2 separate regions of the Sus scrofa genome follow, and region 2 is linked to region 1. A link is a contact called in public HiChIP or PLAC-seq data. All regions are on one chromosome and are shown on one strand. The core of a region is the stretch at or near the end of the contact, and the rest is flanking DNA. Distances in the headings are between cores, read along the strand shown. Region 1 has its middle 170 kb from the start of PFKFB3. Region 2 overlaps PFKFB3 (6-phosphofructo-2-kinase/fructose-2,6-bisphosphatase 3).

What was found. HiChIP or PLAC-seq counts read pairs in DNA pulled down with a chosen protein or histone mark.
Region 2: an H3K27ac HiChIP or PLAC-seq map of alveolar macrophages shows a contact between it and region 1. The contact joins two enhancer-like sites. A contact is called at or near these places in 2 of 2 datasets of contacts at active chromatin or transcription factors (alveolar macrophages and skeletal muscle).

What each region holds. Positions count from the first base shown.
Region 1 is chr10:64,688,377-64,695,455 of Sscrofa11.1, reverse strand. No RefSeq gene overlaps it. Among named protein-coding and RNA genes, the nearest start is that of PFKFB3, 170 kb to the left of the region's middle. Within about 2 kb of position 2,480, at least 41 of the 83 cell types and tissues checked have an H3K27ac peak or open chromatin away from gene starts, as enhancers often do. A contact at or near this core is called in alveolar macrophages and skeletal muscle, where this site is marked.
Region 2 is chr10:64,835,480-64,842,558 of Sscrofa11.1, reverse strand. All of the region lies in intron 1 of PFKFB3 (6-phosphofructo-2-kinase/fructose-2,6-bisphosphatase 3), which reads left to right. Among named protein-coding and RNA genes, the nearest start is that of PFKFB3, 20 kb to the left of the region's middle. Within about 2 kb of position 4,473, at least 67 of the 83 cell types and tissues checked have an H3K27ac peak or open chromatin away from gene starts, as enhancers often do. A contact at or near this core is called in alveolar macrophages and skeletal muscle, where this site is marked.

The DNA.
Region 1 (7,079 bases), core at 1,231-3,730:
AGACCTGAAGCCTCATGGATGCTCGTCAAATTTGCTAACTGCTGAGCCATGACGGGACCTCCGGAAAATGTCATTTTTATAGACAGCGACTAAATGGAGTGGGATAGACAATCCTGATGATATTGTGAAACTGGGTGTCAAAGACAAGAGTAAATTTTAGGTCCTCTGAGTGTTAGCTCCCCAAACAGGATGGCATTGTGCTCGAGAGTAATAAGAAAAAAGTCTGAGTGCAATTTCTTTAAAGAAAGAGGTAATCCAGAGTTCCCGTCGTGGCTCAGTGGTTAACGAATCCGACTAGGAACCATGAGGTTGCGGGTTCGGTCCCTGCCCTTGCTCAGTGGGTTAACGATCCGGCGTTGCCGTGAGCTGTGGTGTAGGTTGCAGACGCGGCTCGGATCCCGCGTTGCTGTGGCTCTGGCGTAGGCCGGTGGCTACAGCTCCGATTGGACCCCTAGCCTGGGAACCTCCATGCCGCGGGAGTGGACCAAGAAATAGCAACAACAACAACAAAAGACAAAAAGACAAAAAGACAAAAAAAAAAAAAAAAAAAAAAAAGAAAGAGGTAATCAAGTTGAAGCTGACGACTAGGAATACTGAGAACTATGTATTTTATCATTTGGGGAATGATGGCAGGGAAAGCCAAAGCAGGCAGAGTTGGGTTTCATGAAAAGTGTAGAGGGGCCCTGGGGGCGGTGGGAGAAGACTGGGGAGGGGCGGGCTTGTGTAGCCTCGTGATGTGAAGGTTGGCTGATAACAGCGATGCCATGAAGCGAATATTTGAAATGATTTGCCCCAGGAAGGGTTTCTGAGAAATAAACTCACTTGTCCCTCCAAAATTTTGAATATTTACCTCTCTGCCAATCCAGTGTTTCAGGCACGGGGTAAGTGGTCTGTAGGCACAATCCCCACAAGAACCCCATGCAGTGTGATTGCCTCTGTTCCACACAATACGAAGTTGAGCTACAGACAGTGAGGTTGTTTGCCTAAAGGTCAAAGAGCTAAAAGCAGAATACAGTTTGGACGTGTCTGTCTGGTCCTAAACCCTACACACTGAACCATGTTGCTGTGTTGACCCGCAGTGGCTTCTGTGTCTGTGTGACAAGCACGAAGAGAGTTCACCACGGCCAAAGCACACGAGAGGCACAGACATGAGGCAGATTTTACAAACACGATTCTTTGATTGCTTTCAATGTGAGGTTTTGTGCATAGGCTCTTCTTGTTTATCCTGCCCTCTAAATACTTCCTTACGAAGCCCCATAAAAAGGTTCAGAGTCATCAGATAAGTTGGATAAGAGGAGATTGCTTTGGTGGCAAAGATGCGTGAAATCACCGTCACATGGTCAGTAGAGGTAGAAGCCTCCTAGATTGTGACTTATTCTGTCAATTCATCTATATCCGCTTTCAAATCCTGCCTTCCGCAGTTGTGACCAGATAGAAGAAAGCCAGGTGAACCCCTGTCTTCAACACCAGTCCTTGGCCAGATTCGGAATTATAAATTTGTTGTAGGAGTTCCCTGGTGGCTCAGTGGGTTAAGGATCTGGCATTGTCACCGCCGTGGTGCCAGTTTGATCCCTGGCCCTGGGAACTTCCACATGCCATGGGTGCAACCAAAAAAAATTTTTTTGTACCTCATAAATTAGCACGTGTCCTTGGCCTTTCAAAAGACGTATTTTAATAGTTGGATTGATGTTCTAATCAGCTCTGGAGATCCACAATATGTAGTTATTTCAGTTTGGCAGAGGTACCATTTTACCTGCTTTGTTACCTAAGGATGCTCTGTCCGGTGGCTACCTGGGGTCACACATTAGCTGGGGGCTGGGGTGGCTAGAAAAGCCTGGAAGGCTTTTCCAGTGATTACATATACATGGTTGTTGTTAGAGATAGAGATAGGTGATAGGAGGGTAATATCCATGGACGCTGGAAAGAGAGCCAGTGGGGTGAAGATACTTCTAGAACTATGACTCCGTGGGCCTAGGATGGTCAAGAAAGTCAGTCTTTTGATTCAGTAATTTGAAGTGTTCTAAAGGCCCAGAAACACACGTTGGTTTTTTTTTTTTGTTTGTTTGTTTTTTTTTTGTTTTTTTTTCAGTGTACAACGTTCCTGGCGCTCTGATGTGGGAACTAGCTTGTTTGGCATATTGTTATAAAACTGGTGAAACGCTCTCATCAAAATGACGTTGATAGGCCCGTCTAACTGTTACCCCACACCTTATTACTGTGTTGCAACTTCCTAGTTTTGGTTCCTTGTGACAAGCCAACGTATAAACATGCTCTATCATGAGCTTTTGCTGCTTCTGTTGGGGAAGGACTTGTTTTATCTGAGAGAGATGACATGGACTGTGGTCAGATGTCCCCCACAGAAATACCACTTCCTTCGCTCCATGCGGGCCCTTTTGCGGCCCAGAGCAGGACAAGGCTGTTTGTTCCCTTGTGCCTCCAGGGACAACTTACATGAGTATCTCCAAGCCGAGGGCAGAGCTGCTGATCACAGGGTCGTGGAAGGAGGCAGTTACCCGTGAAAGAGATTCAAATCAAGAAAAAGCCCAGGGGCCTTGACCTGCACCTGAACATCGTGAGAGAATCAACGTGCTTTGAAATGATGCGTCTGGCCCGCAGTGTTGGTTTGCTCTGCTGACACGTCTCACCCATCTGGGCAGAGACATTGCTCATCTCACCCATCCGGGCAGAGACGTTGCTTGAAACTGAGGCCTTTCTCAGGGGGGAATGGCCCCAAAACACTCCCTTGGGCTGCCCAGGGGGCTGGCGAGAGTCTGCAGCCTTGATGCCAACTCCCAGCCCTGGGCAGGAGGCTCACTGCCACTGTCACCAGCCATCCTCTGGCCTGGCCAAGGACCACTAGCCCCTTTCAGTTTGATGGCTTGGCATCTTCATTAAGTAAGAAAGCAAAAAGCAGAGGCCAGAGTGATGGGCCAGCCTGGAGGCTCGCTTGCCTTTCTTTCTTCTCCTTCCCGGGGTCTGTGCTCTGTTTGAAATTAAACTTAGGTTTTCTTCCAAAATGAATGATGGTGAGAGAGAGAAAGAGAGAGAGAGAGAGAAAAAAAAAAAAAGGAAAAAAGAAAAAGCCACCCAAGGTTGAAAAGTGGTGGCTTCGAACAGCTGACTTCCTGCCTCAGCCAAGGCAGCGCTGTCCTCAGCTCACCCCTGAATGGGGCCGAGCTCTATGCAAATGAGAAGCTGTTTCCTTGTCTGCCCATCTGAGGCTCTCAAGTGAAAAAGAAAGAAAAGGAAAAAAAAAAACACCAAAAAAACCCCACCGTTACCACCAACAACAAAAAAACCCCAAGACCAATTAATTCCAGTAGATTGCAGCCACGCGGGGCCCTGGTGAGGACACATCCTGTTTTGGCATTTAAGCTGTCAACCCCCATGCCAGGAGCCTCCCTGATGAACCCAGCTCAGTTGTGAAAGAACCTGGGGGTGACGAAGAATTCAGAGCACTTGCGGGGACAGTGTTTCCAACCTCGGGTCACTCGGAATGCTATTTTCTTTTAGCTAATTTGCTTTGATGGGAAAACAGGAAAAGCAAATCTGAGCCTTAATCATGCCTGAGGATCTGTTTGAGAGTCAGACTCACTTGGTTTCTGATCTTGCAGGAACCCGCTCGGCCTTTTCACGGCTGCAGTCTGGCGGGATGGCTGCCAGGTCCCCGTCACAACGAGTGGCCCCATCCTTTGCTTCTGTACCTGTAATAATAGTCTCGATTGATTTGAAGAGGCCCCAGCTAAGCAACGCCCAATGATTATGTAGCTGCCCCCGTCTGTGCTCTCTCCTGGGGCCTGTAAAAAATTTAAAATCCAGCAGAAAGAGTTAGTTTAGCTGTGGGCAAAGAGGGTATCAAAAAGACTGAGTTCCAGGGAGGTAGGACCAGGAAATGAATTTGTCTTCACTGTCTGCTGGCCAAGGCGACATCTTGGACAGATTCAATAATTCACCCCGTTTCTGTCACTTTCAGCCCCAAGAATAGTCTTTTTTGTTGTTGTTGTTGTTGTTGTTGCTATTTCTTGGGCCGCTCCCTCGGCATATGGAGGTTCCCAGGCTAGGGGTTGAGTCAGAGCTGTAGCCACCGGCCTACGCCAGAGCCACAGCAACGCAGGATCCGAGCCGCGTCTGCAACCTACACCACAGCTCACGGCAACGCCGGATCGTTAACCCACTGAGCAAGGGCAGGGACCGAACCCGCAACCTCATGGTTCCTAGTCGGATTCGTTAACCACTGCGCCACGACGGGAACTCCCAAGAATAGTCTTTTTTAGCTTCTAAAATTAAAAAAAAAGTTTTAAATATTACTCCTGTATTTTCATTTTGGCTGCACCTGCACCTATGAAAGTTCCTGGGCCAGGGATCAAACCTGCATCTCAGCGGAGACCTGACCCGCCATAGAAACAACACCAGATCCTTAACCTGCTGTACCACAGTGGGAACTCCAGAATAGTCTTTTAAAAAAAAAGATGATTAAAAAGATGATTAAGACTCAAGTTCAGGGTTCGATAATCTGGTCCTGTCTGTCTGAGACGTCAGCTGTTACAGAGCCAATCCCAAGCTCCCGGGATAACTTTGCAGAGAGTTTTCAGGTGAGGTTGGTAAGACAACCAATTAAGGGAAATGAAAGAAAATATTAGCACATCTCCCTGTCTATTTTTCACAGTCTCTTTCAGTTTCTTTGGTGCATCTTCTAAAATATGCCCAAGGGAGTTCCCTGGTGGCCCAGCGGTTAAGGATCCGGTATTGTCACTGCTGTGGCTCAGGTCCCTACTGTGGCTCGGGTTCCAGCCCTGGCCCAGGAACTTCTGTGTGTTGCAGGCATGGCCCAAAATTAAAAAATATATATACCTTTTTATAAAAATAAAATGTGTCGGTACAGTAGCGCAGTTTCAACTTGTACACAAAAGTAAGTCTGGGGTGGGCTCCAATTTTGTGCTTTGTATTTGGGGGTGCAAAAATGTCTGAACTTTGCAGCAGAGGAGGCCTTGAAGGAGCGTGAGACTGAATTCCACAAGAGCAGCCAGGAGAGAGACCCCCACGTGGGGGACAGACCCTCTCTGTCGGAGAGGAGTCAGAATCTTTAGAGCAGGTGTGGACAGCTGTGGGGTCTGGGATGTGGAGGTGCTGGGGGCAGGGGCTTGACTCGGGGAGGGGCTGGTCCTGCAGTTGCGCCCCATCTGTCCAAGTTCACAGGCACCAGCATCTTAGTGCTCCGAGACCCCATCTGCCTGCTGGCAGGATGTCCAGACTTGTCCTGGAGCCTTGGTCACTCCCTCTGGATCTGTCCTTCACACCCCTCTGCTCTGCTGTCCTCAGCGTTTGTCCTCATCCCATGGTGCCGTCCAGCCCCCAGGTTGACGTCCGTGCTGTGTCCACGTGGGGTCCAGCTGCAAAGCTCCACACTCTCTAGTGCTTGTCTTCCTTCTGCTCCAGCTTCTCCAGAGGGGCGTCTCACAGCTGCCTGGGCTTTTGTGCCTCAGCCTCTTCTTCCTGGGACAGCGTCAAAATAAGATCAGACACAGCTTCACGCTCCAGGAAACCGTGCCCTCTCCATCTTTGACACTGGCTTGCAGACAGCCTGGACCTCTTCAAAGATTTTTTTTTTTTTCCTCTCAGACTCATGCAAATTAGGGGATGTGGCTGGCTGAGTCCTCACCCTGGTTCAGAGTCTGCAAACATTTCATGAATGTTGCAAAGCCCAGGATCACACCACACTGTTAGGAGGCTGTGCAGACAGAATAGGCAGAGGACCACTGCATGAGAGGGTGGGCAAAATCTATGTTTGTAGTGGAGTCTAGCTCAGACCTGACCCTCAGTACTGATGCCCAAGAACTGACGAAGGGCATAATAAAGAATTGTGTCGGGGGGAGAGGATGAGCTCATATGTGGACAAGCTAAATTGTAAAGGTGTCTTGTGGCTGTCGAGATGGCAATGCCCAGTCATCAAAGTGTGTAGATGTGGAGTACAGGAGGAAGGTCAGAACAGTAAGAGGAGAAACCTTCCCTCTACACTCTTAGGTTCTGTATCGGGACCTGCAAATTAAACTCACATTGACAGACTATCAAGGGAAGAAACAGACTTTAATCACATATGTACGTATAGGAGTTTACAGAGAAATGTGACTCAAGGGCAATGAGAATTTGGGGTTTATCCACCTAATTAACAGGTGAAGGGCAAGGGGAAGAAGGTCACTTAGGGAAAAAAATTAAATATTTAAACATAAATGGTTCTTTCTCTTTTTTAAACTAGATATCCAAAGTTATTATAAAACTACAGAAATTGAGATAGTGTGTTACTGAGACAAGTTTAGGCAAATGGAACAACGGACTAGATTATAAAATCCACAACAGACCCTCTGTATGTAGTCACTTGTCACAAGAGTCTCCACTAAAGTTCTGTGGGGGGAAAGGTGGTCTTTTCATTAACTGGTTCTGGGACAAGTTTGTCCACTATATGGAAATAATGACACCTCACCCCAAACTCACATCATACCTAAAATATTCTTTTTAAATGGATCATAGACCTACACGTGGAAAGTAAAATAATAAAACTTCTAGAAGAAAGCATAGACGAATACCTTTTATAACCATGGGATAGGCAAATATTTGTTGAACACTGCACAAAAAAAGTGCTAACTAGCAAAGAAAAATAAACTGGACTTAATTAAAATTAACTAAAATATGCCACTAAGATAATGAGAAGGTCAGCCACATACTGGGAGAAGATACTTGCAATACATACAGTTTATCTTTTTAAAAAGATGCATGATCCTGGAGTTCCCTTTGTGGCTCAGTGGGCTAAGAACATGACAACTATCCATGAGGACACGGGTTTGATCCCTGGCCCCGCTCAGTGGGTTAAGGATCTGGCATTGCCACAAGCTTCAGTGTAAGCTGCATTTGCAGCTTGGATCCAGTGTTGCTGTGGCTGTGGGTAGGTTGAAGCTACAGCTCCGATTCTACCCTTGGCCCCGGGGAACTTCCATATGCTGCAGGTGCAGCCCTGAAAAGAAAGAAAGAAAGAAAAAATGGTCCCGTAGGAGAGTGGATGGGAAATGCAACAACTTTGTGACAGA
Region 2 (7,079 bases), core at 3,224-5,723, 150 kb before region 1:
GGATTGCTGGATCCTATGGTAGTTCTATATGTAGTTTTCTGAGGAATCTCCTTGCTGTTTTCCACAGCGGCTGCACCAACTTGTATTCCTACCAACAGTGTAGGAAGGCTTCCTTTTCAATTTATTTATTTTTTAATTCAATGAAATTTATTATATTTGCAGTTGGATGCCCACCACCACAACCTAATTTTAGAACATTTCCATCCCAGCCCCCCAGTTGACCCCTCTCTCCCCCCATCTGTCCCCTGTGGTTCCCATAAGTTTTTCAGAGACTGTGTGAGTCTGTTTCTGTTCTGCAGATAAGTTCATTTGTATCCTTTAAGATTCCACATATAAGTGGTATCATGTTTGCCTCTCATTGTCTGACTTTTCTCACTTAGTATGATACTTTCTCGGTCCATCCATGTCGCTACAGATGCCATTATTTCATTCTTTTTTGTGGCTGAGTAATATTCCATTGTGTGTCTGAATCACATCTTCTTGATCCACTCCTCTGCCAGTGGACATTTAGGTTGTTTCCACGTCTTGGCTACTATTCATAGTGCTGCAATGAACATAGGGGTGCATGTATCTTTGTGAGAGTCGTGGTTTCCTCTGGATTCAATGTCTTTATTATTATTATTATTATTTTGTCTTTTTAGGGCTGTACCTGCAGCCTATGGAGGTTCCCAGGCTAGGGGTCTAATTGGAGCTGTTGCTGCTGGCCTACGCAACAGCCACAGCCACACAAGATCTGAGCCACTTCTGCAAACTATACCACAGCTCACGTCAAAACTGGATCTTTGACCCACTGAGCGAGGCCAGGGATTGAACCCGCAACCTCATGGTTCCTAGTTGGATTTGTTTCCACTGCGCCACGATGGGAACTCCCAATGTCTGTATTCTTGACTACAGTTTTACACTGCATTAGACTCTCCTCCCATCCCTTACAGCGACAGCAGGGAAGGTATACTGTGGGGAGCCTGACTGCCGAGGAAGGAACAGAAGCCTGGAAGGTTGGCAACTTTTCCAGAGTCACTGGGCGTTGCAGCTGCCCGGCTTGGGAGCTCCCAGCCTCGAGGTCTCGGGTGTTGCTGACTCCGATGGCTCTAAATCAGCTCTGATGCCTTCTTTTGGGGTGTCGCCTCGAGGTTTGGTCTCCATTGCCTCGCTCCTTCACGGCTCACCTTCTAACAAGGCAAATGCTTCTTTTTCATTTTTTTCATTTCAACTGTTATTATTTTGTCTGTTCAGGGCCGTACCCAGAGCCCACGGAAGTTCCCAAGCCCACATCTGCAGTTTACACCACAGCTCACGGCAATGCTGGGTCCATAACCCCCTGAGTGAGGACAGGGATCCAACCCTCATCCTCATGGATCCTAGTCGGGTTCGTTACTCCTGAGCCACCAAGGGGACGCCTCCTCCTGAAAGTTCGAGAACCACTGCAGGGTCTGTGGGACAAACGGACAGGACAGGCCTCGCTGGCCTCCTGCGACAGAGGAGACACTAGATGCTTCAATGACAGCAGAACTGGCCAGAAGGAGGCCTAGGTTTCAAGAGACCTTTTCTGTGACTCACTGAACTTCCTCGTAATCAACGTCCACCGTGTTCTTTGATCCGCAACAGAAATGGCAGAATCTGCTCTCCTCAAAGTCAGTTATAAAGTGGCTCCTCTGGGAGTGCCCTTTGTGGCTCAGTGGCTTAAGAACCTGACTAGTATCCACGAAGATACACATTCGATCCCTGGCCTCGTTCAGCGGGTAAAGGATCCTGTGTTGCCGTGGCTGTGCTGTAGGCTGGCAGCTGCAGCTCCCATTCACCCCCGAGCCTGGGAACCTCCATTATGCTGCAGGTGTGGCCCTCAAAAGACAAATAAAAATCATAAATCCACCCTTCCCTCTCTCCTTCCTGTCCAGGGCCGGAGAGCTATTCCTTTCCTTCCCCCCGTGCTATATTTATGGTGTTTCTGGGAATTTAAAAAAAAAAAATCTTGAATCTCCTTTTTCCTGGTATGATTAATTTAGAAAACAAAGTCCCTCGGGATGACTGTCTGGTTCCCCACGAGCGATGGCAGTGCGTCGATCATAAATCCAGTGCACAACCGGGGGCTGATCTCACGTCTTCTGGGGCCTTAAAAAAAAACATCTGCATAGCTGGGGGTCCGGAGAAAACAAAATTAGCAAATACTTTATGTTCTTTCTGTATTTGCCAGTCGTTTCACAACGCCTGTATACGCCTTTGCAAATAACAAGGAGGGTTTTTGAAGGTAAACATTTGGGGCACGAGGTGTAGAACCCCCATGCCTGCCAGCCCCTCTGAGCAGCAGGCTTGTCCTCATCCCCAGTCACAGGAGCAGATAAGCCACAGGCAGCACCTAAAAAGGAGGAGAAAGGAAAAGAAAAAAAAATATGTGAGGAAAACCAGCATCAGAAGAGAAACCGCAAGTGTAACATGTATGAACCATCAAGACACAGAGTGCGCAGCGGACACAGGACACAGAGTCAGACGTGTAGGGCTGATGAATGATCACAGCTGAGGTCAAAGTGTCATGAAGAGGCGGCAGCTGCAGCCTTGCTTCAGGGCGTGGTCCCCATGGCCCTGACCGGGGGGCTTGTTAGAGATGCAGACCACGCCTCACCCTGGCGTGACTAGAACAGAACCCCAGTTCCCCAAGATCCACAGGTGATGTGTTTACCCACTGATGTCCTTGGAGCACTGAGCTAGAGCGCCTGGCGTCTGAAACTTGGATGGTTGGAAGAAAGAAAAAAGAAAGATTGGTGGACTGCCCAGCAGACGTAGATTTAGCTGAACTGAGCTGAACCGGTGGCTTTTAGTGAGTCAACTACACGGGTGAGGGGGTCTCAGTGTTGCAGCTGAGCTCTCGGCAAAAGCAGACATTAGGAGAAAATGAAGAAATATTTTCCCCTTGGAATCCTGTACTTAGTATATAATCTGCCAGTGAAACGAGAGTAAAATGGATACCTTTAGGAGGGCAAAGATTCAGAAAAGTTACCACCCTGGAGCCTCGGGCAGGGTGGGGGCCTGGGAGTGAAGGGGGACCATGGATGAGGGAGGTTATCTGACAGAATAGCAGGAAGCCCAGAGGAAATAAAGAATTACCGTTATAAGATACAAGGAAGAGGAGTGAATAATGAAATAGCAAACCTAGATTAGTTTTCAGGAACTCCTGGTGTATAATTTTAAAATATTTATAACGACTATAAAATGTTTAGTTGTAAATATTTAAAATATGTATAACATAATTTAAAATATTTAGTTTTAATTATTTAAGAGTTATGGTAATATCCTAGGTAATCTCAAAGCAGAAGGTGGCAGAGGGCAGTGAAGACGGAGGAATAAAAGCCTATGTGGACTGGATGTCAACGTTTCCCTCGTACAAACCGAAAGGAGAGGAAAGATGATTTTCCCTCTCCCCTTCTAGGTCTTAAACCCACAAAGATCCCTATCTGGGGACGTGAAAAGGCTGCCGGGCAGCTGAGGCTTATACACCCTCCTGAGCTAAGCACAGGGAAGGGGTCTGGGGCCTTCCCAGGGGAGGAAAGCAATTCACTAGGAGGTGGCAGAGGAAAGGTGTCATTAACAAAGTGTGGTGTCGACCCCGCCCTACAGCCAAGTCTCTAAGGTGAGGAACAGGCTCCCTTTCTAATGTAAATTTCCCTTACAAAAGGGTAGCCTCTCTGTTTTCGAAGCTTCTCCCGGGTCCGCAGTTTCGCAAAAATAACCAGCTCAAAATAACCCTTATGCCAAGAGGCATATTTTGGGGCGGCTATTCCGCCGCCCAGGACACACCTCCCGGCCCCTGACTCTGGGGATGGAGGTGGCCGGGGTCGTGGGATAAGGAGGGCCAGGCGGAGGGCGGGTCTCTGCGGCGTCTCCCGGCGGGGAGGCCCGGGAGGAGCCTGCAGGTGCTCGCCGCCCTGCCCCAGCCGCCAGCCACCGCCTCGCCCGCCGGGGGCTGCTGTCCGGCGCGAGTTCAGCTGCGCCGGGCCTCCGGGGAGAGGTCACTCCGGGACACGCGGCGGCGGCGGCCCAGGGAGGGCGGGGCCTGGCAGGGGCGGGGCCGGGCGGGCGGGCCGGCGCGCGGATTGGCTGCAGGCGCGGCGCACGGGCTGGTCAGCGCGCGCCCCGCCCCGCCCCACCGCGCTGCACGCCGCGTTCACGTGGCGCCACCCCAGCCTGCCCCGCGGCGCGGGTGCTGCACGTGGGCGCGGCGTGCATCCCGCGCTGCCGGCGGGCGCCCAGGGCTGGCTTCGCGTTTCCCCTCCCCGCGGCCTCGTTTCCCTTTCCGGCCAGGGGGTTTTTCCGAGAAGGCCTGGGAGCGGCCGTGGGTTGTCAAACCGCCCGAGGAAATAGGCCGGCAGGTGGCTCGCCGAATCCAGGGCGGGGCGGCATGCGCGCCGCTGAAAGGGAGGGGGAGCCGGGAGGCAGGCGAAAGAGTGGGAGGCTGCGTTAGCGCATGCTGTGTTTTTATCTAGCGGAGGTAAACAGTGCAAGTGCCTGGCGTTGTTTTTTCCTGCCTGGCAGAGAGGTACCAGACCCGCTGGTGCTGGACGTGATGTTCCCTTTAACAGTATGTAAACAGCCCGCACAGCCGCCCTGGGGAAACGCATCCCGAGGGTGGGTGGGGGGGCGCTCAGTGAACCCCGGAAACTGCCGGCACCTCTTGCATGAAAGCTCTCCCGGCCCCTAGGTTCCCCAGGTGCCGAGCTGCGAAACTCCGCTTCCCTCCTCCAGGGCCTAGAATGAACCGGGATCCTGGTCATGCCTGGCCCTTCCTTAAGGGGGTATGGAGTTAACCTTCAGAGAGTGACTCAGCTAGTGGAGGGTCTGGAAACCACGTCATGTGAGGAGGGGTTGAAGAACTGGGGTGTTTAGCCTACTCAGGACAGGCCCCAGGCTCACCTGAGCCCAGATAGAAATATGTGAAGGGCTCTCAGGTGAACAAGAGATTGCACTGGGCTCGTACTGCCTGAGGGGCAGAGGGACAGAACAGAGATGTTTACGAGAGGGGAATTTCAGGTCAATTACAGAGAAGGGGCACGAAAGAACGTTGTTGGAGTTTTCTCCAGGAATCTGGTACAGCGAGGCGTTTCCATATCAGAAGAAAAATGGTGGAGCCAAGATGCAGGCCCTGATCTGCCAGGCTCCCCTAGCCTTTGCCTTTTCGTGATGCATCCGTCTTAGCAGAGTGGGGGTAATGTCAGTGCCACAGAGCTTCTGCTCTGATAGGGTGCCCTGAACTAGAAGACTCATCAGGCCCTGCTAACTGTGTCACCTACTCTCTACCTCGGACGAAGGGGGAGGTTGTCCTGGGCTGGACAAGGATGCCAGGGCTCCCTGAGAAGAAGGTGGCTCACCAGCTCATCAGCAAGTCCGCTTTTCCAGCAGGGGCACACCTCTGATCCATTGTCCCGCCACACTTGTTAAAACAGTCTTCACTTTGAGTCCAACACAGGCGATCACAGTATCCAACTGCCCCCACCGTTGTTCCTGCTTCCTGCCCCTTTTGAAACTGACAGCACAGACGTCTGAACCCAGCCAGGACACAGATTGGGACTTAAACCCACAGTTTTGTTTTTTGTTGTTTTTTTTTTTTTTTTTTTTTTTTCTTTTTGCCATTTCTTGGGCCGCTCCCGCGGCATATGGAGGTTCCCAGGCTAGGGGTCGAATCGGAGCTGTAGCCACCAGCCTACGCCAGAGCCACAGCAACGCGGGATCCGAGCCGCATCTGTGACCTACATCACAGCTCACGGCAACGCCGGAACCTTGACCCACTGAGCAAGGGCAGGGACCGAACCCGCAACCTCATGGTTCCTAGTCGGATTCGTTAACCACTGCACCTCGCCGGGAACTCCAAACCCACAGTTTTAAATTAGAATCGCTCACCCCGTGTCTGGACTCACTGAGTTCAGGTCCCTCCTGTCCCCTCGCAGAAGGATTCAGCGAGAGACGAAGTGATGGGCAAGAAATAGATTATTAGGGTAGGACGCTTGTGAGAGATGCCAGCGGGCAGGCACGGAAGCTCTGCCCTGAGGATCTGGTGGGCTACAGCTTTATCCTTCAAGGGGCCTGGGGGTCGGAAAGGCCCGCCTCTTCCTTTCTGGGAGTAGCAGCTCCTCCTTGGTCTCTGTAAGGTGTGTATGCAGATCCGCACAGGGTGGTCCTCAAACTCCCGCCCTTGGTCTGAGTCTGAATCCAGGCCTCAGCCCATCCCCCACCCACGACCTGAGGCCGTTCTCGCGCCTCCACTAGTCAAGCAAGCCTGCCTTGTGCGGAGGGCTTTTTTGAGCAATTTATTAACTTACAGTGATGTCCCAAAGTCCCTTAATAAGTTCCACATCAGGACCTCTACGACTACCTGTGCCCACTCCATCCCTGTTACTTTTGTCACATCTGCCACTCTCTTATCTACTCCATGTGCTTAGACCTGGCTGTTAGTGGGAGCAACCAGGGAGGAGCTGGGGGCTGGGGGAGCGAGTGACTCTGACCTGAGTGCACACCAGCCTGCCAGGCTGCACCCTAAAACTCAGGGGGAGGCACCTGCTGGGCTGGGAGGCTTCACTCTGTGGCCCTCAGTGCCTCATGGTTCAGACTTTGAGCCTGTGGAGAAGATGCGTAGAGGAGGTAGGCCCCCCCCCCCCCCCGAGGTCCCAGGTCCACTTTGTGGATTCTTGATTTCATGCTTGCTTTCTTTCCTTTTTCTTTTCTTTTTCTTTTTTTTTTTCTAGGGCCCCACCTGTAGCATGTAGAAGTTCTCAGGCTAGGGGTCGAATCAGAGCTTCAGGTGAGACCGACACCACAGCCACAGCAGTGCCGGGTCTGAGCCATGTCTTCAGCCTACACCACAACTCATGGCAACGCTGGATCCTTAACCCGCTGAGCAAGGCCAGGGATCAAACCCACATCCTCATGGATCCTCATTGGCTTTGTTACTGCTGAGCCATGACGGGAACTCGGTTCCTGCTTTCTGAAAAGACACGAGCACTTGAGTTGATGTTTGTCTCTGCTGCCTTTATTTATTTATTTATTTATCGTCTTTTTGTCTTTTCTAGGGCCGCACCCACGGCATATGGAGGTTC